Linked DNA regions of Mus musculus: regions 1, 2, 3 and 5 are each linked to region 4. The links are chromatin contacts, called in public ChIA-PET, Hi-C and HiChIP or PLAC-seq maps. All regions are on one chromosome and are shown on one strand. The core of a region is the stretch at or near the end of the contact, and the rest is flanking DNA. Distances in the headings are between cores, read along the strand shown.

Region 1 (4,686 bases), core at 776-3,275, 160 kb before region 4:
AATAAGGTGGCCATGAGCTGAATCACCCCACAGTACCTCCTGCAGTTACCAACTGTGTTGGGATACAGATGCAATTCTATATTCCAGTTGGAACACTTAGTGCAACTTCCCAAGATAAGAAAGAGAATCCTCGGCCACCAGGAATCCCTGTTTGTTCTTGGGTATCTGCTGTTTCAGGTGTGAGGGCATGCAGTCTTAGGGATACTGTCCAATGCCTTTGAAACGTGTTTGCATGCACTCTTAGAGAAGGGTTTTGTCCAATGCCTTTGGAGGGGGTTTTGTCGAGAAGGCCCTATCAGTTTCTCCCTGCAGGCTAGAAAGATTCTGTCTACAAACACCACAGGAACTTCAGTCAACTTCAACTATTTCAGGAGAAAAGGACTTCTCTGCCCTGTCCCTAACACAGTCCTGTACAAAAACAAGGTGGCAGAGTAGAAACCCTTGTCTAATATATGGTCTCAGAGTCCAAGCAACTGAGAAGAGAAGGTCCCAGCCACCTGCCCTGAACAGATATATGTCCTTCTCTTGTCACTGATGATGGTATGCTAGTAATGGCAGTTTTTGCTTAGAAGCAAATCAATGCCCAACTAATAGGTCGGGAAAACAAAAGACTGGAAGTAAATAGACAAATGAACGACGCACAGAGGGTGTGGCTGGGAATGTGAATAGTTTGTTTCACGTCTATCTGTTCTCTCTTTTGTTTTATGAATACTCCACAATGACATGAATTCTTTTGGGATTTTTGTTTGTTTGTTTGTTTTTGTTTTTTAAATGCAAAGAGTCTCCCCCATGCTTAGAGAGGATCTGTGCCTACTTTTCACAGTGTCCTATAAGAAGAGGGCTGAAAGCTTCTCTAAGAAAGGAACACAGCAAGGCTTTAGTGAGAGCAATCTGGAGGACCAGAGCAAGGGCCAGGCTTCCTTAAGCCAGTCTCTGCCCACATTCGTTCTGCCTTTGGCTTTGCTTGGGAGCTGGATCAGAAAGAAGGGAGCCACAAGAAGTTCTGAGGTCATAACTAACCAGGCGAATCAATGTCTTCTGTTGGAACCTGGGGTCTTCGGGAGACACTGCAAGGAAGTCTCCTTCTCCAAGGGAGGTCACAGAGATTTCTGAGCCTTCCGGACAAGTACCATCCCCTCACTCCCGACAAACACACGCCACACACACCCCTGCTGCCATTTCCCCCAGATCTCTAGTTCTTACACACACACACACACATATAGTTGGAAGCGGCGTGTTCAAACAAATACTAGACACAAAGGGAACAGAGTCAACACTTTAGGGACCAAAGTAGACAGATCAGCTTCCCAGAGCCGCATGGAGAAGCAGCACGGATAGTGGCCTTGTTGACTTGAGACTTAGGTGACTCTTGACTGTCCCTAGTCAGATGACATTTCTCTAGTGAGCTGACATGCTAGACGCAAAGCAATAAGGCAAACAGAAAAGGACGGCAGCTGTCAGCCAAGCGCTTAGGTGTTGGTTGTACAGAGGTCCTAGGCAGGGGTGGAGGTGACCGTACATCTTAGATGGCTCAGCCAGCTTGCTGCCCTTTAGTTCCACTGGAACCAAGCATGGAGGGGACCCAACAAGACTGGTCCCAAGAGGAGGGAAAAAAAAAAACCAAACAAACATTTTAAATAGAATTTCTAATAGAGAGATCTAATGTAGGCAAGACCAAATGTTACCTGTTCATTATTATTGTTTTGTTGTTTGTTGTTATTGTTATTATTATTATTATTTGGTTTTGGTATGACATTAATCCAGAAACTCATCTTCTCTTCTCCAGTACAGATGTTAAAGCTTAGAAATGAGCAGCCAGGCTTCTTCCAGGCTGAGGTTCCATAAAGGAGACCCAGATGGAGCTACAAATGGCCAAGTTGCAACTTCCTGTTCCACATCGTGCCTCTCCTGCCCTGCCTGCTGGGTTTCTTCAGAAATTACTTGCTCAAGTCGTCCTTTCGGGTTTCACCACCGTATGCCGGGTGGCTCCCTTAGTCACAGACCCCCACACAAGCCACACACACTCCGGATCTGAGATCCTTACCACACAGGCCCCGAGTGTCGGGAGTGGGTGAGGTCCTGGGGTACCAAGAGCAAAACGTTGCCGCTTTGGTTCTCATTTCAAAACTGCTTGAGAATGAAGATCAGAAAGAGGTAGGTGTGTTTCACAGATGCTGCTGAGATGAAAGGGCGCGCGGAGTCTTGCAAGGACAAAAGCCCATGCTCGCTCATCCGTTCAGTTGTTTGCTCATGGGTCTGTTCCCTCACCTGAGAAATAACATCTGAGTGTCTACACTATGCCAAGAATTCTGTGGGGCTTGCAAGGGTGAATAATGAAGAGAATGTTGAAGTCCACACAGGTAGAAGCATAAAGAGTTTTCAGTGTTCCAGGACCAGAGGAGGGGCACTAGCCAAATGCACCAGGGGGATGTTGGGGCATCTTCACAAAGAGGCTTCACAAAATTTTCAAGCACTGTGGGATAATGGGCAGGAGGGTACCAGTCATTGGGGATGGGGTTGGGGTACTCGGGCAGAGGGTCAGAGCACGGGGAGACATATGGCAGCTGGCAAAGATAGAAGGGAAGATTATGCCCTTAGACTAAGGGTCCTTCTGGGCTTGAAGGACCATGAGTCTTGGCTATTCTCCCCCCAACCCCTGACTGCCAGATAGCTCTATGGTAGAAGCCTGGCACTCTTGCTTACAAGCTCAGTTGGCTCCATGCTGCCTGCTGACAATGCCCTTGTCTGGGCTAGGCCATCCACATGTAGAACTACCAACACTGGGCTTCGAGAAGTGTGAACAAATGACTCTATTCTTTGGGGTCTGACCGTGTGCTAGCTGCACAATGTATTATGGACCCACAGAACACTGTGCCCTTCTCCTTGGCCTGGACCACTGTCGTCTTACCAGAGACCCTAAGCCCCGGCAATATTTCAAGTTTGCTCTAAATAAAAACCAAAGGAAACGCTGTTAACAATCTCCTGTTAACAAATCACACCTTTATTTATACACGCATAGAGAAGGGCTGGTTATCTCGGCTGATGATTTTATACCCACTATGGGGTCCCTACATCAACCTCAATCTAGCTTTGGAAAAGGAGGCTACACCTCCTAGTGGAGCCAGCTTCCGAGGAACCCTGGCCTCTCCTAAGACTCTGCAGAAGCCAGTGTCTGTGAGAAATGGAAGAGAGACAAACGCTTGCTGTTCAATTAAGTAAGATGTTTATTGGTGTGATGTGTGACACGCGGAGCCCTCCTAGGTTATTATCTGGAAGATGGTTCATTTATCTGCAGTGTGCCCTGCTACAACATCATCTAAAACACTGCTTCTTCAACATAAACCCCAAAGAACTGCCTTTTCCTTCCTTTCCTTTATAAAGTATTAACGAGATTGGGCTTCCCTGGACTCAGTTGCTTTGTGAGAACATAGTGCATCTCTCCCTTGCTTTTTGTCTTTGTTTTCTGGGGTTTTGGGGTTTTTTTTTTGGTTGCTTTTGGGTTTTGTTTTGTTTTGTTTTGTTTGAGTCAAAGTCCTGCTTTATAGCCCTAGTTGGTCTGGCATTTACTAGGTAGCTCAGACAGACCTCGAACCCACAGCATTTCTCCTGTCTCTGCCTCATCTTTAGTGGCACTGGAGATGTGTGGCACCGTGTACGTTATTTACTGTGTTTATCCAGACAATGGATGAGGAGGTAACTTTATATTTTCTCAGCGAGGGACAGAATGTAAAAGGCTTAGAATCCGACCTAAAGGTGACACAGGCTCTGTCTTGCCAAAGGAAAGAAAGCCTGGCAATGTCCCTTGAAATAGTCCCAGGATTGGTCGTGCGGACTGAGATAAAGAAGTCGGAGGAAATAAAGACAAAGCTACATGCAATTTTTCCCGGCTGGAGATAGAAATTGTTCCAGTTCTGTTGATGAGGGAAGGGGGGACTCTCAGCTCAGAAGCCCAACCCTCTGACCCCGTATCTGTACAGGAACTTGTGTCCTTCAAGACACCCAGAAATGCTCCCCCTTTGCCCTTTCATCTTGAAACTTCGGTTGCCAAGAGAGGACTCTGGAGAGCAAACAGATAGACACAAGGCAGGCAAGGAAAAGAACAAGAAATCTAAGCAGGCCAGCATATAACTCAGGAGGCTTAGACCAGGGGAAAAGAAAGAAAGCTCAGAGGGAAAAAAAGAGGAGAGGGATGAAGGGAGGGGGAAGAAAGAGGGTGTGAGAGTAGAGGGTTAGGAAGAGGAAGAGGGAAGAGAAAGAGAGGCGAGGATGAGGAGGAATAGGAGGGGAAGGGAAGGGACACAAAGGACCAGAGACTTCGCTCAGTTGGCAGAGTGACCACTGTGTATAGTACAAAGTCCTGACGTTGCTCATTCCTGTAAGCCCAGCCTTCATGAGGTGGAGATAGATACATTGGGAGTTCAAGGACAGCCTAGAGGATGGATTCTGTCACAGAAAGGGGAGAGAGACTGAGAAAGAATGAAGACAAATGCCGTGGTGGTGTACGCCTTTAATTCCAGCACTTGGGAGGCAGAGGCAGGCAGATTTCTGAGTTCGAGACCAGCCTGGTCTACAGAGTGAATTCCAGAACAGCCAGGGCTATCCTGTCTCGAAAAACCAAAAAAAAAAAAAAAAAAAAAAAAAAAATAGTGAAGATGAGAGGGGAGATGGGAAGACAGGTGATGGGAA
Region 2 (4,880 bases), core at 1,086-3,585, 190 kb before region 4:
TGTAGGCAGTAAGTGAGTCTGAGGAAGGGTGTGTTCCAGCTCTACCCAGGAACAGCAGGGATCTGTAGGACTTTGGTCTGGGAAAGACTCTTGGGAACTTTATATGGATGCAGCTTGGGAAGGCAGAGAGCAAGGTGATGCAGGGTATTCAATGCCAGCGTGAGCATGGGGGCTGCAGGGCAGGCAGGCACTCATCCTGGCTGAGCTTTCTGGCTGCTCCCAGGGTCAGATGGAAAGAAGGCCAGCTTGTGCTTCCTCCCTCCTTTTCCCTCTTCACTGTTATGAAATGCAGGTGATTGGAAGACAGCTATTACTTTCTGAAATCCAAGGTGTGTGTCTGGGGGTGGTGGTGGGGCGGCTACCATCACAAAAGGCAGAATTAAGCTACGAAATTAAACCCTCTAAATATAAATAATAAATTCTCTCATTGGTGCCCAACCCCGGGGCCAACGTAAGGAAAACCTGAGTCCCTGCTGAGCCTTTTTATTACTTGAGGTATATGGAGTCTCTAATTTAGGGCTAAATATAAAACTAAAGCACACACAGCTGGACTTTCAAGTAGTTTCAAAGCACATTTAATACCTTCCCGCGAAACTTCCAAAATCCAAGCCGTCCCCGCTTTGCTGCCGTATAAACAGAAGTCGGGCAGACCTAACATAATGTATGGGATTCAAAAGGATATTTAAGAGGGGTGGGGAACACACAGGCTGAGGGCCCACAGCCATCAGAATGCTGACCCATGTTCACCGGCCCATGCTGTCCTTTGCTGGGTGGGTTATAATAGAAACCAGTAAAGCTAAGTAGAGGTGGGGGGGGGGGTGGGGGAGGGCAGAGTGCCGAGGAGGGCTGCCTTTAACCGCAGTTTTGTCTGCCCCTGAGTACTTTTCAGCACCATTCCTACACCCCTGGGCCAATGGAAAATGAGAAAGAGTCAAAGCCGGACTGGCAGACATGAATGGATTCTCTGTTAACCCCGGGAATTCTTCTTGAAGGAGAATCCAGGATTCTGGTTTATGATTTTTGTGTTGCCAGACACTTTAATTGATTTGTTAATGAGCCCCAAAGTCTCAAGACTTCTGTGAGCGAAAGGCAGTTTGGAGTGAACGCTATGTTACAGTTGAGGTAGTAGGTACTGTTCAAACAGCTCTTGCTTTGAAGGCGTGGTCCCAAAATAATACTCAGAGGTGGAGCTTCGGAAAATAATTGGATCATTAACGGCTCTGGCTGGCTTAATCATCAGGCTAATTCACTGATCGATTCATACTTTGACAACTTTATGGGGAAGCAAAAGAGACTAGAAGATTAGACCTACTTGGGCTAGGCAGATACTAGGGAGCATGGCTTTGAAGGTCACACCCTGACTCTGACCCCTGTCCCAGCGCCATCCCCCGTCTTGCTGCTTCCTGACCTCCATGAAGTGAGCAGCCCTGACCCTGAGGTGGCAGCTAGAAGCTAGCTGAGTCACCCTGGGTTAGCACTGGGACCCGGTCAAACAAAATCAGGGTCCTTATCTCTTAGAAGGATCTGCTATGGGGACAAAGAGGATGCAGACCACAGACACCCAGATGGCTTACAAAATGCAGCTACAAGTTCTTCAATAGTCTTCCCACCAGGAAGTAGAGCCTTATGTCCCCCTGCATTGAATCCCAGTGTGCCAGGGATGGTAAACTCACTATAAGGTCTCCTCATATGGTGAGAGGAAGTGGCTTCCTGTGATGTCCAAGGTCAGTCGGAGAAGACCTTGCCATGGCAGCTATGAGGTGTACGCCCTACAAGATCCAACCTCTCTAAGACCACCACGCTAAAGAAGCCAGAGGCGGAGCCCCCCACTTAGCCACTCATGCAGTAAGAAAGGTAATTATGGGCTAGCCCACCCACCAATCACCCCGTGACCTTTGCCCCATAGCCAACAGATTGAGAGACAAAGCAATCCCTACCCCCCCCCCCAAAAAATTGAGCCAGAAAATGATGGGATTTAATAAAAACAAAAACAAAAAAATGCATTGGTTGTTGTCTACTAGTAGCACGTGGGGCGCTTTGTAACTCGGGAACAGATAAATGACAGGGGCCAGACTCCAGGGATGTCGAGATAAAATGAAACCATATACACTACATTCCCAGTACACAGCGGGCTCTCGGCAGCGGCGGATGTCAGATCACGTCCCATTCCTGGTGACAATAGACTTGATTGCCTTTCAGTTTCACTGCCTATTTTTATACTGTGCGACGCTAAATCGTAAATTACAAGCAGCTTAGCAGCCTCTGATTCCTACCCAGCACTCTGGGTTTTATTGGGCTCTCAAAGTTAGAGAAAGGCGCACATGGAAATTGGAGCGGCTCCTCTGCTCTCCTCTAGGGGCTCTGGAAGGAGGTTCTTCAGCCGGAAACTCCTAGCTTCTGACCGTGCTTCGTGCCCCCCCACCCCCACCCCTCAACTTCCACTCCCCGGTGGCAGGCACACCACGGTGAACAGGGGGCTTTCTGCCGGGAAGTTTGCAAGCGTTTTTTCTGAGCAGTATTGGTTTTCTTTTTTCTAGCCGGCGTAGATTTGTGAGCTGCAATGTGTTCCTGCAGGAAGGAGGCAAGCAGCCTCCCTTGGCAAGTCTCACCATGAAGTTATTTCTCGGATCCGCATCTAGAATTGGTTGTATAACTTGGTGATTGCCAGAAAGCATTTGGGAGCCAGATGGGTCTTGGCATGAACCCTGGCTCTTTTCCTTCCAGATGGAGAGAACTTGGGGGCAGATTTTTGTTAAAAAAAAAAAAACAAAACAAAACAAAAGGAAAAAAACCTCAGTTTACACTTTTGAGAAATGGGACTAATCATAGTGCCCTCTGGTAGTGCATTTGGGAAGCCTCAACTAGGTAAATACTCGAGGCCCTGCTCGAAGTCGGAGCTCACAGTCATTTTTCTGCTAACAGGAATCCTCATCGCTGGAGGCTACCCCGGCGAAAGTTGTTGGACTTGGCTCAGAAAAGCATAAGACGCCTGTGAGATTAGAAATTCGGATACAGAACGAACAGCATGCTGGTGTATACTAGACACTCCGGAAGCCCGGTGGCCTGCTACCGAACGCATTTGCTGCTACTTCTCGTAAAGCACGCCCCCCCCCGTTTTCCTGAGACCCCCCCTCTGCGGGATAGATGATGGCCATTGGTATTTACAATGAAGAGCAATCATTCAGCGTCTGGATGGAGGGCTCACCCAAGAGCTGCTAAACAGAAAGCTCTCATCTCTGTTTTCTCATCTTTAATACAAACTCCCATCCTCCATCTCCCTTCCTCCAGCCTCCAGCCTAATTCTGAACACCCCCACCCCCACCCCCACCCCCGGTAATGAACATTAGCTGGGAGGATGCTCTGGAAAAGCCGAGCTGGAAAAAGTTTCTCTGGAGCCCCACTGCCGCAGTCATTACATAACCAGCTCCCTCCAGCAGCAGCCTGAGGTTCGCTGTGGAGATGCTTCCATTTGTAGCCTCTCCAAGTTCCTCTGGTGCAGCGGCCCCCTCCTTCCAAGTCCCTTCCCCTCCTCTCTCTTCATGCCTGAGGTCTGGCTCCACTGGAAGCCACCCCCCCCACACACACACACACGCCACTCGCTCATTTTTTTCCACATAATATACTGCAGTTTATTACATAAGTGATTTATTGCATGCGTCTTAATGTATAAGGGGCAAAAAGTTGTTTAAAATAAATCCAACTGAGAGGATAATCTCTGTGGGCAAAATGTACTTGGACTTAATTTCTCTACTGGGTATTATACACTATATAATTGCCTTAAACAGAAGCTGCACACACAAATTTAGCTTGGCACCGATATCTGGCTACACGGAACACTCAAGTTACACGCTGGGTTTTTCTACAAATCCTTTGCTCCCCCGGAAGAAAACTCAACAGCATCCCTTAAAGAAATATTCAGCCTGACTCTCCCGCTGAGATTGGGAGGGGGAGGGTAGAAGAGCAGCCCATTGTATCCTGGATGGAAGGGGTGGGAGGCCTTTGTCTTGAGAGAGAGGGCAAGGCTGCCAGCTTGTCACTGGGCAGATCTGGTTCCTGGAATTCTGTAGCCCCCTCACTGGCCCTGGACATGGGATATGCACTTAATTAAAGTTGATGGTGGCTTGCCCTTCTTTCTCCTACAGATTAATTAATTAATGTATTCATTGACTCCCTCATGCATTTATTCATTCTACAAATACTCTCTGAGCTGCTCTTGAGCCCTTGGGCGGTGGTGGGTCCTGGGAATAGGAGAGTGAGCCACACACTGTTCCTGCCCACACCTAATGAGGAGACAGGCCGTACGTAATTAAGCTGTCCTACCACACACCTTAAGTGTGACAGGACAGGCTGTTGCGAGAAGAATGGGTACGTGGTGCTCTGAGGGCCTGTAGAAGACAGAGAAAAGTTTCAAGGGAATGGCTTGAGCGGGTGTTAGTTAGCCTTTGCTGCCGTAAGGAATACACCCAAATTTAGATGCTCAAGGCAACTCTGCTCTTTATGATCGAAGTGGTCAGGAGTCCAAATGTATCCTTAAATCCATGTATCTGGGAATCAGGCTCCTGATAGAAGGCATAGGAGAGAATCTGGTTCACGGCCTCTTTTGGCTTCTAGAAGTTACTGGCCTTTCTTAGCACATGCCCCTCCCTCCATCTGCAGAGCTGATGAGGTCCAGTCTAATCCTTTGCCTGTGCAATTCCCTGTGATTCAACAGCATCTCTCTTCCCCACTGTAGGAAACTGGTGAGAAAATCTGGCCCACCAGGCCATTGAGAATCATCTCCCACGCTGAAGGTCGGCAGGTGAGCGACCTTCGTTTCTTCTGTCACTTCAGTTCCCTGTTTGCAATCTTAAGATACTCAACAGGATCTGGGCATTATGACA
Region 3 (4,613 bases), core at 44-2,543, 220 kb before region 4:
AGGTCCCCAGGTCCCAGGAGGCAGAGGCAGAGGATTGTCAGAGCAAGCAGAGTAGCCAGACTGGCAGGATTGCCAATCTCTGGATTTAATGATAGAAATTGCCTCAGCATGTAAGGTCTATGTCTTATGTCTATGAAGATATTTGATGGCAACCTCTGGCCACTCCACTCATGCACACACACACACAGAGATCCCACACGCGTTAGCCCATACACACATACACATGCTTACACATATAACACATACATAGACACGTGCAAAAGAGCAGTTACCAGAATTACAGTTATTAAGTGTCATTCCCAGTCTCCTGAACCCAAGCCCTTCAACAGAGCCCTGTTCTGCTCCCAACATCAGTCACCTTTGGGGTCCTCTGTCTACACAGTCACCCCCCTAGGCCTTTCCGTAAGTCTTCATCCTCTTTAAACACTAAAAGATGAGTCCAGGGCATGCCTAAACAGAGTGGACCTTTGCAGCTTCCATTCTTGGTACCCGGTCCCCTTCTTTTGTTTATAATATCCCAAAGCCCCTTGGGGGTCCCCCTCCCCAGCTGCCACCCGCTGTGACTTTCTCAAGGCATGGTTGTTTAGAAGCTAACGTTACTTCCTGGTGCTAGGAAGGGTCACAGGGCAGAGGCCTCCCTGATGAGAGTTTCGCAGCCTCTGGCTCATGATGTTGGTCCAGAGTGAAAAGCAGCCAGAGTGGCCTAAGAAGAAGCCATGGTGGTGGTCCTACCCTTTGGTAGTACTAGGAGGGGTGTTTGATGAAAACTGAGAAAGAGATAATTAAATCCTTTGGTACCATTTATGAACCTGGATCCCAACAGGCCTAAAGTCAGGCGCACTTGAATACTAGTAGGATCCTGATCCAAAGTGGTTTTTTGTTGTTGTTGTTTTTTGCTTTTTTTTGTGGTGTTTGTTTATTTGTTTATTAGGGGTGGTGGTGGTAGGGGCTTTCTTTAAATCCATTTAAATCTCATCTTTGGTTTGGATCTTGTGTCAGACTGTATTGCAAAAAAAAAAAAAAAAAGCCATCCTCTCTAGAAGAAATCTTTATATACACCGAACACCTGTAAAAATGTCCGATTCCTGGCACGGTGCCATTATTTCTATTTATCTCATAGTTTTCATCTGTGAAGTTCCTTGTGAGGTTTCCTGACACCCTCACAGGAAACAGGTTACACGCAGAGTATTGTTTTCATTTTCTTCTAAACTGACGCTGCCACTCAAAGCTACACCTCTCTCATATCCAGACACCAGCCGTTGCAGTCAGAGCCTCCCACCTGCCCACGTGTCCAGGAAGCCTGTGCCACAGAGGAAATGGCCCCGGCCAAGGTACGATGGGAACTCATCGTGACTATAGAACCTGTCCCGTGATGTCACTGAGTAGGAAGCTTCAGGGAGAGAAACTGTTGTCAGACAGTCAGACAGACAGACAGACAAGAAAGGAGGGGTTCTGTGGGAGTTCTCTCAAAGGAGAATTTTGATGCATCATTATTCAAAAATCTAATGACACGGGAATAGAACCATTAAAATACGTTATTTATTTTTAGTTATACTTCTACTTTTTCCTTTTTCTATTTTGTTTTTCTTCTTCTTTTTGGTAACTCTTGTGGTTCCATTGTATGTTAGGTAAAAGTTCCTTTGAGAAATTCAGATTAAGAAGAAAAAGGTGTATGGGTGTGACCCTTCCTACTCTGAAATGGCTCTTGCAAACCCTTCTGCCCGGTGGAACGGTGTGCATACGATTAGCTGCACACAGGGGGCCCACGGCTTGCATGAGCAGTTAATTTGCTCCACATTTCCAGGCTGCATTATAACCCTAATGATCACTAATAATAGACAGACCCACATTTTATTGAGTAAGTAATTTGAGACATTATGATTTTTATCATGCGAATAGGATTGACCAATTTACATTGGGCCCAGGGAGATAAATAACTGGGATCAATCTCTGCAGTGGCGGGCTCTGTCTCTTGGCAAACTGATAAGCATTGATCAGGAAGGTGGACGTCGTGAGGCAGTAAAGCCAACGAGCTGCTGCTGCGCTCCAGCCAGAAGGTCGGCCAGAGAGCCTGTGTCCACCTGTGACATGATGCCAAAGGCAATGGGGGGGACCTCATTTTGGGAGAGAAGGTGGGCTTTGTGCTCATGGGGCACAGACTCTCAAGCCAGTCCTGTCTCTCCTCTTCTACCTGCATATGACCTTTCATCCAGGAACACACCAGGAGGCAGGCAAGGGGCTGGCAAGATGGTTCAGGGGTTTAAAGGCGCTTGTCGAACATGCCTGGTGACCTGAGTTTTATCCCCAGAGCTCACAGAAAGGAGGAAGGAAAGAATTGATTCCAGAAAGCTGTTCTTTGGACTCCGTACATGCAGTATGTTACATGCATGTCCCGACATAATTCACACACGTGTTGGGCTTTTTTTTTAAGTGCTTTTTTAAAAGGAGAGTTAGGTAGAAAAAGTCTGGGTGTGGTTTATTCAAGAGGATGGAGAATAGGTTCCTCCCCCAAAGTCTGTAAACATAAAAGCAGGGATGGAAGGGCTTCATGAGATGCATCTACTCTGCAGAAAGAACCGAGCAGAAAGGGGATTCCCTTTATTGCCATAGAGGAAGCCACTGAGATCCTTGTGGCTGGGGTGACAATGATGGGGCCTCCAGGTTCTCTGAACTCACACACCAGAGAGTGGAGGAGAGGCGGAGCTCGGGAGCACTTTGCTGAACACTTCTAGAAAGATCTGCCTCAGTTGCACCTAGACACCAGAGCAAGAATGTTTTCAAAGCTCAAGCGCTTTGAAGGTGGAAATAGGAGAATCAGGAACTCAAGGAGGGGCTTGGAGAGATGGGTCATGGGGGAGAGCACACGCTGCTCTCTTGTAGGAACTGCCTTCCATTCCCAACACTGTGTCAGGTGACTCAGGACTGCCTGTGGGCTACAGCTCTGGAGGACTGATGCTCTTCTGGCCTGTGCAGGGGCCTCATGTAGCAAACGCTCACACAGACACATACATGCACGTACATGAAAATAAATCTTTGTATTAAGAGAGAGACGGGGCGTAAAGTCATTCTAAGCTCAAATACGGAGTTTGAGGCCACCCTGGTGCACTGAGATCTTGTGTCAAAAAAACAAAACAAAAAACAAAAACAAAAACAAAAAACAAAAACAACACAGCAAGCCAAATAAACAAAGGAATGGAAATCCTAGCAAACTTTTTTCCCTGTTTGAAGGAGTTATTTGTTGGAAGCAAAAGTCATATTTGGGGTAGGGGATAATGGTTGTTATTCTGGGCCTCACAGACTAACCTGCCTGTCAGTAACATCTGGCTTTTTTCCCTATGCATGTCTAGGCCATGTAAGTCCATACTTTAGCCATTTGTTTATAATTAGAATCATAAAGGTCTTCTTTCTTACTGTTTTTATTTAACCTAATACTACCTCAGGAATATTTTTTTCTCCTTTCTCATATCATCTGTTTTCCCACTTCCAGATGTTTTATTGTGACTCTTAACTTAAGGAGATGCCTTACTGAGGGGAATTTTTAAAAATGTACTTTAAAATGGTTTCTTTTATTATCTTAATTCTTTATTTGTTGCTCAGTTGGCATTTCAGACCAGATCTCATGTAACCCGGCAGCTTGCTGACTAGCTGAACTTCCAGTGTTCCTGCCTCGACCTCCCAAACGCTGGGACTACATGTATGTCCCACTGTGCCTAGTTTATGTCATACTGAGGAGGGAACCTGGGGCTCCCTTCCTGCTTGACAAGCAAGCGCTCTCCTTGGCGATCTGCATCCCTAGCCCCTGGGCTTGGTTTTTGATGTGGCTTTGCTGTCTAGGCTGACCTCAACCTTGTCACAGTCTGCCTAGGGCCTCCAAAGCTCTAGGGTTACAGGTGTGGGCCCTGGTGTCTGACCTAGGGAAGAGAACTATTAACAGAATGCAAACAAGGTGCTAAGTGACATTGGAAAAGCAGTAACAACAACAACAACAACAGAATACAAGGCACCATTGGCACTAAGGGCATGTGTCCCCCCACCTGCCCAGGTTCACGGGGGGGGGGGGGGGGGGGGGGGGGCAAGCAGAGCCCCCCTGGGAGTTAGAAGCTACACACTGCCAGTCACTCATTTGAGTGTATTGTTGAAGAGAGAAGCTAGGAGCATGCTGGAGAGGGCTCTTCAAAAGGGAACTGGCAGGCAGTCACAGCAGTCTGTTTGCCATCAGGAGTTAATTAGCCTTTGGCCACTGAGGAGGGGAGGAGCTTTCCTTGGATGGAGGCTCCAACCTTTAGCTGCAGCTGCTATTGCTGTTGGCACAATCCACAGTCATCCCCCCCCACCCCCCACCCCCTGTCCCCTGCAAGGAGAGCAACCGGCCTTGGGAATGAAAAAAAAAATTTTTTTTAGATGACCTTGAAGGAGAGAGGACAGCTCAGCCTGACTAGAAATGTCAACAGAATCCATCTTTTCCAAACCAATGTTTGCCTCTCCTGGGACTGGAGAGCCTACGTTTCAGCAGAAAACGTAAGGTATCCAGGGACCCGGAGGATTCTACAGCGTGTCTCTTTTGCTTCGGCTACTGGGAGGTAGCAGAAGGCTACGGACCTTGGAAACATCTA
Region 4 (4,952 bases), core at 1,773-4,272:
TTGCCTATCCTCTCTTTCCTCAGAGATGTTTTAGAGTCTCACAGAGATGTGAAGACACGCATGTTGTGTATACACAGGATTTGGTGGACTAGATGCCCATAAGGACTCCAAATGAACTAGAAGGTTACAGGACTGGGGCTGGGGCGGTAGCTCAGACTTAGAGAATTTGCCCAGCATTCACAAGGCCCTGTGCTCAAGCCCAACACTCCTAACAGAGAAGAACTTACACCTCTCAGCAGGTCTCACATACTGCTACTGAACAGGCAGCCATGTTCACAGTTCCTGTGCACGACCCACAGACCATCACTGTGGGTCCTCAGGATCCTGTGCTGGTTAGCTTTTGTCAACTTGACACAGACTAGAGTCACCCAGGAAGAAGGAGCCTCAGCTGAGGGATTTTCTCCATTAGACTAGCCAGTAGGCATATGTGACTTGACCACCCAGTTCACTGTGGGTGGTGCCACCCCCAGGCAAACCAAGAGGAGCAAGCAGTATGCAGAGTTTCTTCATTGTCTCTACTTCACTTCCTACCTCCATGTTCTTGCCTTGACTGCCTACCTTGTCTTCCCTCCGTGATGAACTTCAATATACGAACCCTTTCCCGAATCGCTTTTGGCTGTGGTGTTTATCATAGTATCTGAAAGCAAGTTAGGACACATCCCCATTTGACAGATGAGGAAACCAAGGAACAGGAGGCTAAGTTGGAGTAAAGGGAGTGTCCGAGGCAAGCAGGTCTGCTTCTGGATGCCAGAGTGGCAATCTCTGTGCTTATAGTCCAGTCAAGTCTAGGAATCATCCTGAAAGTACCACCCCAGATCCTTGAAACATACAGGGCGTTTTCTTCCTTCTCAATTCACTTTCCAAGTGTCTTCTGGGTTTGGAAGCTGAACTGGGGCCTACTGAAGAAGCCATGATGTCTTTGAATAGGATCTTGATGGGGGTAAACATCTGATCTCTACAGGGAAGAATAATTAATAATTAATTATCATAACATGACATGGTCATGTAAGGAAGTAAGGATTCTGGTGGCTCCTACTGAGTTTGACTCAGGACAGGGACTCCTACAGAATCTCAATATATACTAATTGAGCAATGCCAACGAGACCAGGCTGATGGTGGGCAGTCTGCTCTTGATTCAGGAGGAAGCAGTGAGCTGAAGGTCAAAGCTCCTTTGGCTAAAGGAAACAGTAGCCAGCATCGCAGGGAAAATAATGGTAGAGATTACCATAATACTTCTCATCCCACTTCCTGTGTGAATAACTGCTGGGTACCTAGTTGCTAAGGTTCACGTCTTGTCTGTAAGGAAGACATTGTTATTCTCATGGGAGCAAGGTGGCAGTGGAGTTTCAGGCCTGCCTCTTTCCCCACCAGGTTTGCAGAAAGGTAGGTAGTAGTCTCCAAACTTTTGATACTCACCCCACCCCAGAAGGGTGCCATGGTGGCTTCTCGGTTTCAATAAGAGAGGAAGAATGCTGTGAGTATAGTTGTTCTTGAAGAAGCAGACAAGCCACAAAAGAACATCATTTTGGGGAAAAAAAAAAAAAAAAAAAAAAAAAGGCTCAATTTTACTCATCAAAAAGGCAGACAGGGTGGGGGTGGGGTACACACTGTGACTCTCAAAGACTTGGCTGGGAGCAGTCAAAACACTCCTAAGTTGCAATCTATGAGATATTTTTGTTACATGTTATTATTGGCGAGGGCTGAATATAGCCCTGATAATTTTTCAGTTCAGTGAACAGAGAGACGAGGAGCCAGGGAGGTAGGAGGAACTAAGGTATTTCAGGAGTCAGACCCTTCTAAAAATAGGGCCACGTTTGATGGTGGGAGCTCTGAGCATGTCTCCCCTTCTCCTCCTGTACCCGTGATGTGGGCTTTGATGTCTACTCCTTTCTGTCTAGCTTGCCTGTCTTCTCAGTAGCCCCTGGACCAACTCAACATGTTAGCCATGGCTGGCCTTAAGCTCCCCCCCAAATGTGTTTCTGTCCTGATGTGTCCCAAGTTTGTCTGTGGTCTTTCCAATCCTTCTATTGTTGGAAGATTAATTTATTTACCCCCTCAGCGTCCTCTGAGGTGGTGCCTACTTGGGCACTACCTTGTGCCCCCTCCCCTATTTGAATGGACTGTTTTCTTCCTCTCTATTGCCCTGGGAAACCATAGCAAGTGACCCTGGTGTTCCAGTCCTCTGTACATGGCTCTGTCTGTGGTGCGGGACCATGAGTATCAGAGCCATGGGTGACGTCTGGTTTATCTTTGATATGGCAGTGACTGATGAATGAAGAGGTACACTTGCTGCATGGTTCTGTAAAGGGATTTGCGATATCCCTTCAGGGTGCCTCATGACCAAAGCGATGACATGGGCCAAGGGTTGCCTTTTGTGTAAACACCACACCCACATGTAGAGACACACATCCATAAGTCTCTCAAGGATCTGGCTAGAAAACTGCCACAAGATTATGATGATGTGGACTCCAAGAGCTGGCAGTTCCCAATCTCTACTGAATTAAGTCTCCTGCCTTTCATCTGAATGAGTCAGAAGAGCTTTGTCCAAGGAACCAAACATCACCAAGTGAGATAGTTGTCCAAAGAGTGGTGGTGGTAGTGTGTGCACTCTTTCTCTCTCCCTCTCCCTCGTCCCCTCTCTCTCGGTGTATGTGTGTGTGTGTGTGTGTGTGTGTGTAGCGATATATTTATAAGCAACCTGAACATTTAGCAAAGACCTCTCTTCATCCCTGTACTCGTGCAATTCTGTTTTCAAATTCCTTTAAAAACCCAGAAGGAAAAAAAAAAGTGTGTTAAATTCAAATTGCCGCTCTCCTGTAGAATTATGTGAAGAAGTATGCCAACAAAGGTTGAGGCCAGTAATTACGTGGCAGCCGAGCTCTTGTTCTTGATTCTCATGCAAAGCACTGCCTGATCCCAATTAGCACGGGCTTGTTTTTGCCTCTCTTGGTGTGCTGCCTCCTGCCCACCTTCCGGGGACTCCTCCCTGTGGGTTATTTGTTCAGACGCAGTTCCAGACACACCACTGTGATTTCCTTCTTAATAAACACGATCCAGTGAGGAACGGAAGACAATGAGAGGCACCTGCGCTGCTATTATAACTTCTCGTTCCCGCCCACCAGCAGAGTGGGGCTATGAATAAGTGAGAGCAGCCAGTCTAAGAATAGTAACAGCACTTTCCCATAAACACACAGTCATAAAACTTCTGCTCACACCAAGGAAGGACAGGCGTACCAGGCCGACACCATTGTTGGAAACTTGGTAGGAATGTCACTCTGAGGGCCAAATGTTTGCTGTCCATGACCCAGCCAGTGACTGAGGACAGTCCCCATTCCATGCTACAAAACAAAACAAACAACAACAACAACAACAACAAAACAGCCGAGCATTCCTGAAATTGTGGCAAGTCCTAGATAATGTCAGACGGGGGAGAGTCAGAGCAATGGTAGAGAAAAAGATAAACAAACAAACAAACAAAACCATAGGCTGTGGTGTCAGAAAACACAAATTTAGGTTTGTCTTAGTGTAAGAAATATGTATTAAAGTGGGGCAGTGGGGAGATGTCTTGGTCAATACATCTCCAGTGTCTGCTTTGCAAGTATGGGAACCTCAAGGTGGACTTGCAGAACCCACAAAAAGACCTGGGTGCAGCAGCATGCTCCTGTGATTCCAGCATGGCAGAGGCAGAGAATGGAGGGTCAGGGGACAGGGAGGGTATGCTGCTGTTCAGCCTGTCTGCATGGATACTGTGAGAGATGCTAGCTATGGCCACAGTGATTTAGCCCGACTGCATGGATACTGTGAGAGATGCTAGCTATGGCCACAGTTATAGTTACTAGGTTTTTACAGAGATGTTATCCACAAGGCGGGAGCCTAGAGATGAGGACCACACTGGCCAGGTGATGGAGAGGAGAGCAGATCTAGGGAGAACACACATGCACACTGTTAGTCTCATGGGGGAAATTGAGTCCTGTCTCTGTTTCGCTGTTTCTTGAGGGCCTTGCGGGGTGGGAACATACATTCAACAAATCATTTGCCGTTGGCATCATTAGAAGGGTCCTTCTGAGTGTCTTTACATGCGTGCCTACCATCGTTATTTCTAAGACGGTTTGTCACCCGGAGCAGAACAGGAACCGCTTTGGCCTTGCTGGCTCTGAGGTCTTTTATTAAGTTGGATCGCTGCCTAGCTTTCTAGTGTGGTGTCTCTGTTTCTGTCCGTGTTACTGCCCCTCTCGCCAATCCACTCTTTGGGGGACCCATTCTTTGGGGGAAAAGGAGCAAATTTTAGAAGCTTCTCTAGAAGGAAGGCTTCCCACATCAGCATGCTAACTCTCAGGCGTCCTCTAAGCCCCCACTCACATCCACTAGGTTGCGGCTGCCTCCTCTTCAAGCGTGCCGTGTAGGCTCTGGCCGGAGGGCCTTTGCACTCGATGGCTGCTTCTTCTGGGTGAATGCTCTGCCAGTGACATTACTCCCTTCAGGCCTGCATTCAAATGCTGCCTTTCCTGAGAGCCCTGTCTTGAATACTCCCGGTCAAAAATGACACACCTGAGCCTTCTCATTTTCTTCACTCAGCTTATTTCCCCCACGGTATTTATTGAACATCTGTCCCAGCTGTCAACAGATGACCTGTCTTTGTCGTACCCAGCTGCCTTGGCCCTGCTTAGGACCAAGAACTGGTTCCCCTGTGCCGGCTGGCACCACGACAAACTTAGCCAGTAGAGGGCACTAGAGGGACACTGGAGGCCTCAGGCTCTGGTGTGAGGTTCTCTGGAGGCATCTCCCTGTGGGCAACTCAATCCTGTCCCCTAAACAGGAAACGTCCTAGCGTACTCCTCCTCCTGGGAGACTCCAAGTGACTTTCATGGATGGGCATCTCCAGTGTTATCCTGACCTGGGACTAGAGAGCGGCTTCCCAGAGAGTCTGACCTTCATGGAGTCACCAGCCACCC
Region 5 (4,744 bases), core at 1,058-3,557, 160 kb after region 4:
GACTCACATGCTGTGAGGTTTTACATGGGAGGACTTTGAGCCCTGCTCTTGTGTTAGGATGCTGAAGATTCAGCTTCCACCCACACGGTCTTCCCTGCGCCAGTGGTCACGATGCCAAGCTCATCCACTTAAGGTGAGTCGGCTGAAGATCTGTGCACTTAGATGAACTAAAAAGGCATGTGGGGACTCACCGGGTCCAGGCATCTGTTAAAAAGCTATGCATGGTGCCAGATCTTTATGATGGGAGGCCATGATACATCTTCCACGGGCCACCTGCTGGGGCGGGGCAAGTGGAATGCCTGAGCAGACATTTTGGTGTTGCAAAAAGGCTTTGTCTGTGAACTCAGTCCAGAGATGTGCCATCAATTTGCAAAGCAAACTGCAAAACTGTCACATGTTTTAAGTAAGCTTAGACTTTGTGTGTGTGTGTGTGTGTGTGTGTGTGTGTTGGGGGGCACTGTGTTCATGGCTCTCCTTGGTCACAGGCTCCTCTGGGTCCCATGGGGGGGGGGCACACCTAGCGTGAGGAACTTCCAAGCTCAGACTCACTCTTTGGATGCCTCGAGCATTCCCTCCAGGCCCGGCTGCTCCTGTATTGGAATAGAACAAAGGAGAGGCACCTCCCCTCCTGGGTGTGAGTAAAGGGGTGTGGGATGGGTGTATCAGTTTTCATACTGATGTCACCTGGCTGCACTGGGGGTTCAAGCATAATTGTGGGGGAAGGGGTGTTCTAAGATGAAACCGTATCTCAGCAGAGCACTGTGCAAGGCTGACATGGTAGAGGTCACATGCCAGACCTCTCCAGGCTTATTTTTTTTCTCCTGCCTCACATTGTTCTGTGCCTAACCAGCACAGCTGAAAGGGAAACTGGGAGGGTATCTGTGGAAAGCCTGTCTGCTACCACAGGGCTAACAAGTGACAACCACTCACTCGATGGTCCCGGCAATCCTCCATGTCATGATTCCAAGTGGGGAACTCTGTGGCACAGAGAAGACAGCGTGTTGAATTCAGCCATTGAAGAGACCCACCGTGTACACATGGGCTTCTCCCAGGCATTGATCTGTCAGTGCATTTATTCTAAACAGATTTTACATATGCTATCGAAAGCTCCAAACTCGGTGCCCAAGTCACGTAAGTCCCTCTATTTGTGTTCAGACAGCAGCGTCGAGAAAGTGAGGGAGATTCAAACCTCAAAGGGACTTCATCTGTGGGTCGCTGCTGCTTCTCCTGGGGTGTCAAGGGACACGGGTGGGTGGCCTCCGGTAGCAGACGGCAGCCACCTGCTATGACTGAAGAGGAACCTCAAGCCTCAGTCTTGTAGCTTTAAGGGACTAAATTCTGCCAACACCTTGAACGAACGTGGCAGTGGATTTCCCTCCAGTGTCCGCAGACAGGAGTGCAGCTCCAGCTGATGCCCCACGGTCTTCCTGAGGTTCAGAGATGATAACACAGCTATAATGGGCCCTTACTTTCGACCTATAGAACTGCAGCCATTGATATGGGCTAGAGTTGCCAAGTGTATGCTGATTTGTTACACAGGGATGGCGCACACACAAACAGAGCAGAAAGCAAGAACTCCAGCTTAAAGAACCCTAAGTAGAACTTCTCTTCTGCCTTTTTTTTTTTTAAATATTTTTATTAGCTTTCACAATCACTGTTCCTATAGAGCATAAAACCCTAATCGCCACAGCTCTGGTTTTTTTTAGTTAGAAAAGGTTGGTTCCAAAACAATACTTATCACTGTTATTTTCCTTGACAGTGGTGATATGCTAGGCAGGCGTGAGTTCAGGCTAGTAGTAGCTAGTGAAATTCCTTTCCCATGCCAAGTGTTAGATAAAATCAGAAATCAACATCCTCATATACCAACAGTATTGAGGATTTAGGCTACAAAAAGAATATGCTTTCTTCTATGTTACTATGTCCAAAGGATCTCTGCAATGGATATTTGTACGTAAAAATATCATCCCACCTCCTATAATCTGTCAAACTACAGAGAGAAGGGAAAAAGGAGTGGATTTGTAAGTTCCTTCTTATACCCAAAGTATACCAGAGAGAGAGAGAGAGAGAGAGAGAGAGAGAGAGAGAGAGAGAGGGAGAGGGAGAGGGAGAGAGAGAGAGAGAGCACCACTCACTCATTTCTGTGAAGCAATGTAACAGCAAACTCCTGAGATCTGAGTTATTTCAGACAAACAGAAAAATGTAGCTTTGGGAGGAAGCTGGGAACTGGCCCTCCTGCATTAGACTGTAAGCCAGGGCATACACTGAGGAAACAGAGAAGGTTGGGTGAGACTTGTGGTCTATGTCTGTTTGCTCCGGGTCTGTGAGATGGGTGGGGTGAGGACCTTCCTGTTTATGTTCACATGACTAAAGCCCTTAGTTAGAACACCCCATCAAGAAACTCATGCCGGAAGTGGGTTTCCCTCGAGGGGAGCAGTTCAAGAAAGAAAAAAAAAAGGGAAAGCTACGTGGAATACACAAAACGCTCACACATGACTAATTGTGCCTTTTGCTGACCACACTGCTCCCAGAGTCCTTGATTCCTGACATATGTGACAAGTGATGCTAGATCCAAGGTGATGCAAGGGTCCTGGTGAGGAAGGGGAAGTGGGTGAAGTCATTTCCACTCATTCATTGTCTGGAGAATGTCTTCCACAGCTGACGACACTGCTCTTGACACCCACCCCACCATTCTGCTGACAGTCGCACTATTCCTAAACATTCCTGGTGATGATCTTTCCCATGACGGGAGGATCTACAGTAGGCTGGGTCTTGGGAGCCGTCAGGAGACTTTTGCTCTATCTCCTGGCTCCTCCTCTACCACTTTCCTTCTCCCATGCTGGGCTCCTGCCAGACTCAACTGTATCTCTTGGCACACACATGCTCAGGGTGGCAGTGTATGATGCCCAGCAGGCTAGTAAACAGATATCACATGGTCCTATGACTTGAGAGGGTACTGTGGGGACTACAGAGGATGCCAACTTGCCTGACTCAGTCTGGAGGAGGAAGAGGAGGAAAAGGAGGAGGAGGAAGAGGAGGAAGAGGAGGAGAAGGAAGAGGAGGAAGAGGCGGAAGGGGAGGAAGAAGAGGAAAAGGAAGAGGAGGAGGAAGAGGAGAAGAGGAAGAGGAGGAAGAAGAGGAGGAAGAAGAAGAAAGACCTGCAGCTAGCTTTGGATAGAACATTCCAGGCAGAGAGATGCACCAATCCATACAAAGACCTGTTAACAAGACTGAATGTTTAGGAATGGGCAGAGTCAGTGTGTAATCTTCTACTTGGAAAAGCAGTCGATGTGGGTGCTGGTCTTGGGATATTCTCTCTTCTATGTCCTCCCCTCTATCAAACCCAGTACCTCACACATGCTAGCCACCAAGATATAGTCCTCGGCCTTCGTCTATTTCTTACTAGGAACAATTTCTTTCTTTCATTTTTATTGTAATCTGTGGCAACATGTAAATGTGCTGCCAACCTTGAACCGTAAGATAGTGCAAAACAATATGTGTATGACACTGGCCCAATTCTTCTGAAACATGAACGGTGGCTATGGTGGGCACCGAGACTCAAGCCCGGGTCAGGCCAGTCTCTCCTGACTCAAATCACCATGGGCTCAGTACTACTTATACTCTTTGTTATAGCTTACAATTATACTCTCCTGCCTGCACGGTTAAGATGGCACCTAAGATAAATGAACCACCTCTAATAAGGGACGAGAGCCTTCCATCACGGAAGGTCCCTGACCATTCCGGAGGCTCTGACCCCACGAGAACTTTGCTCTTCACAAGTCAGGGTTGGTCACCAAATCCTGTTGCCTTCCACTGACCCATACATAGACTTACTGCCTGTGAGCCGTGTGTGACCGACCGGTTACTACCCATCTCCATTTCTCCTTGTTGGGATCCTCTTTCTCTCCAAAGGAGGAGGGGAAAAAATACCATGTTTATCTCCAACCTCCCCGAGTCTGATGTGCAATACGCTGGCATTTGCTGGTAAAGCATAAAATTATAAGGAGGGCCTAATTGACCCTCCTGTGTCTTTGAAAAAGCCTGTCTGTGGTCTCTAATTGACCCTCTAGGTACCTATGGAACAATGAATGAATCTTCGAGAAATAATGGAGGGCGATGATTAATAGCCTGGGCCTGGCTGGACCTCTGGCTCTCGCAGCTCTCCCCTTCCTCCCCTCCGCGACACTCGATTCCCTGGATTTTATAAGCAGCGATTTATTATTATCGCTGAATAATAAATATCCTGCAGTCAACACTGGAGAGATCAGAGACGTCATGGTTCTGCAGGGACAGGGATAACGTTTGTGGAAGCTGGCATCTCCATTTTTCTCCTTTTGGCATCTCTCAGAAGAGGCCTCCTGTGGCCTCCGAGGTTGAACTAAAAAAAAGCAAGAGATGGCTCCAGTTCCTAGGACAATTGCCACAGATGTAAGGCACTCTAGAATTGCAGGGGGTTTTGTTCTTAGTCCAAAGAGCAAAGTTTGCCCCTGCTGAGGGAGGGGGGGGGCAAAAGTAACAATAATAAAACTGATAATAAAATAAATGGTATTAATGTGATGAGAAGTGTGTAAAAGGCCTGCCTCCACATTATCTTCATAAGTACATGAGGAACATCGGAAGTGTAGGCAGTGCTACTGACCCCATTCTTCAGGTGAATAAACTGAGGTGAATAAACGAAAGGAGGTCATCTCCCTGAAGTTGCGAGTCCAGATGTCTGCCTTGCCGTGCTCTCCACCACTGCCTTCCT

Evidence for each region. Hi-C and Micro-C count contacts between places; a contact is called where the count stands out from the background. ChIA-PET counts read pairs in DNA pulled down with a chosen protein or histone mark. HiChIP or PLAC-seq counts read pairs in DNA pulled down with a chosen protein or histone mark.
Region 1: a Hi-C map of Th2 cells shows a contact between it and region 4, with 2.9 times the contacts expected there. The contact joins two enhancer-like sites. A contact is called at or near these places in 1 of 484 Hi-C or Micro-C datasets (Th2 cells) and 1 of 9 other capture datasets (embryonic stem cells).
Region 2: a contact with region 4 is called in an H3K27ac HiChIP or PLAC-seq map of heart atrium, with 3 times the contacts expected there. The contact joins two enhancer-like sites. A contact is called at or near these places in 3 of 484 Hi-C or Micro-C datasets (cerebral cortex and uterus), 2 of 115 datasets of contacts at active chromatin or transcription factors (Th17 cells and heart atrium) and 1 of 9 other capture datasets (embryonic stem cells).
Region 3: a contact with region 4 is called in a Hi-C map of Th2 cells, with 3 times the contacts expected there. The contact joins two enhancer-like sites. A contact is called at or near these places in 5 of 484 Hi-C or Micro-C datasets (CD4 T cells, Th1 cells and Th2 cells) and 2 of 115 datasets of contacts at active chromatin or transcription factors (CD8 T cells and memory CD8 T cells).
Region 5: an RNA polymerase II ChIA-PET map of memory CD8 T cells shows a contact between it and region 4, with 29 read pairs. The contact joins two enhancer-like sites. A contact is called at or near these places in 1 of 39 promoter capture datasets (the C10 cell line), 1 of 15 datasets of contacts at CTCF or cohesin (pro-B cells), 12 of 484 Hi-C or Micro-C datasets (B cells, the C10 cell line, CD4 T cells and 5 more) and 2 of 115 datasets of contacts at active chromatin or transcription factors (large pre-B cells and memory CD8 T cells).

What each region holds. Positions count from the first base shown.
Region 1 is chr8:115,134,355-115,139,040 of GRCm38.p6, reverse strand. All of the region lies in intron 8 of Wwox (WW domain-containing oxidoreductase), which reads right to left. Among named protein-coding and RNA genes, the nearest start is that of Gm39257, 180 kb to the right of the region's middle. Within about 2 kb of position 2,025, at least 5 of the 459 cell types and tissues checked have an H3K27ac peak or open chromatin away from gene starts, as enhancers often do. A contact at or near this core is called in Th2 cells, where this site is marked.
Region 2 is chr8:115,157,551-115,162,430 of GRCm38.p6, reverse strand. The region is part of intron 8 of Wwox (WW domain-containing oxidoreductase); the gene reads right to left. Among named protein-coding and RNA genes, the nearest start is that of Gm39257, 200 kb to the right of the region's middle. Within about 2 kb of position 2,335, at least 143 of the 459 cell types and tissues checked have an H3K27ac peak or open chromatin away from gene starts, as enhancers often do. A contact at or near this core is called in Th17 cells, heart atrium and uterus, where this site is marked.
Region 3 is chr8:115,186,646-115,191,258 of GRCm38.p6, reverse strand. The region is part of intron 8 of Wwox (WW domain-containing oxidoreductase); the gene reads right to left. Among named protein-coding and RNA genes, the nearest start is that of Gm39257, 230 kb to the right of the region's middle. Within about 2 kb of position 1,293, at least 57 of the 459 cell types and tissues checked have an H3K27ac peak or open chromatin away from gene starts, as enhancers often do. A contact at or near this core is called in CD8 T cells, Th1 cells, Th2 cells and 1 more, where this site is marked.
Region 4 is chr8:114,971,346-114,976,297 of GRCm38.p6, reverse strand. All of the region lies in intron 8 of Wwox (WW domain-containing oxidoreductase), which reads right to left. Among named protein-coding and RNA genes, the nearest start is that of Gm39257, 13 kb to the right of the region's middle. Within about 2 kb of position 3,022, at least 36 of the 459 cell types and tissues checked have an H3K27ac peak or open chromatin away from gene starts, as enhancers often do. A contact at or near this core is called in B cells, CD8 T cells, Th1 cells and 5 more, where this site is marked.
Region 5 is chr8:114,813,119-114,817,862 of GRCm38.p6, reverse strand. All of the region lies in intron 8 of Wwox (WW domain-containing oxidoreductase), which reads right to left. Among named protein-coding and RNA genes, the nearest start is that of Gm16118, 110 kb to the right of the region's middle. Within about 2 kb of position 2,307, at least 88 of the 459 cell types and tissues checked have an H3K27ac peak or open chromatin away from gene starts, as enhancers often do. A contact at or near this core is called in B cells, CD8 T cells, Th17 cells and 1 more, where this site is marked.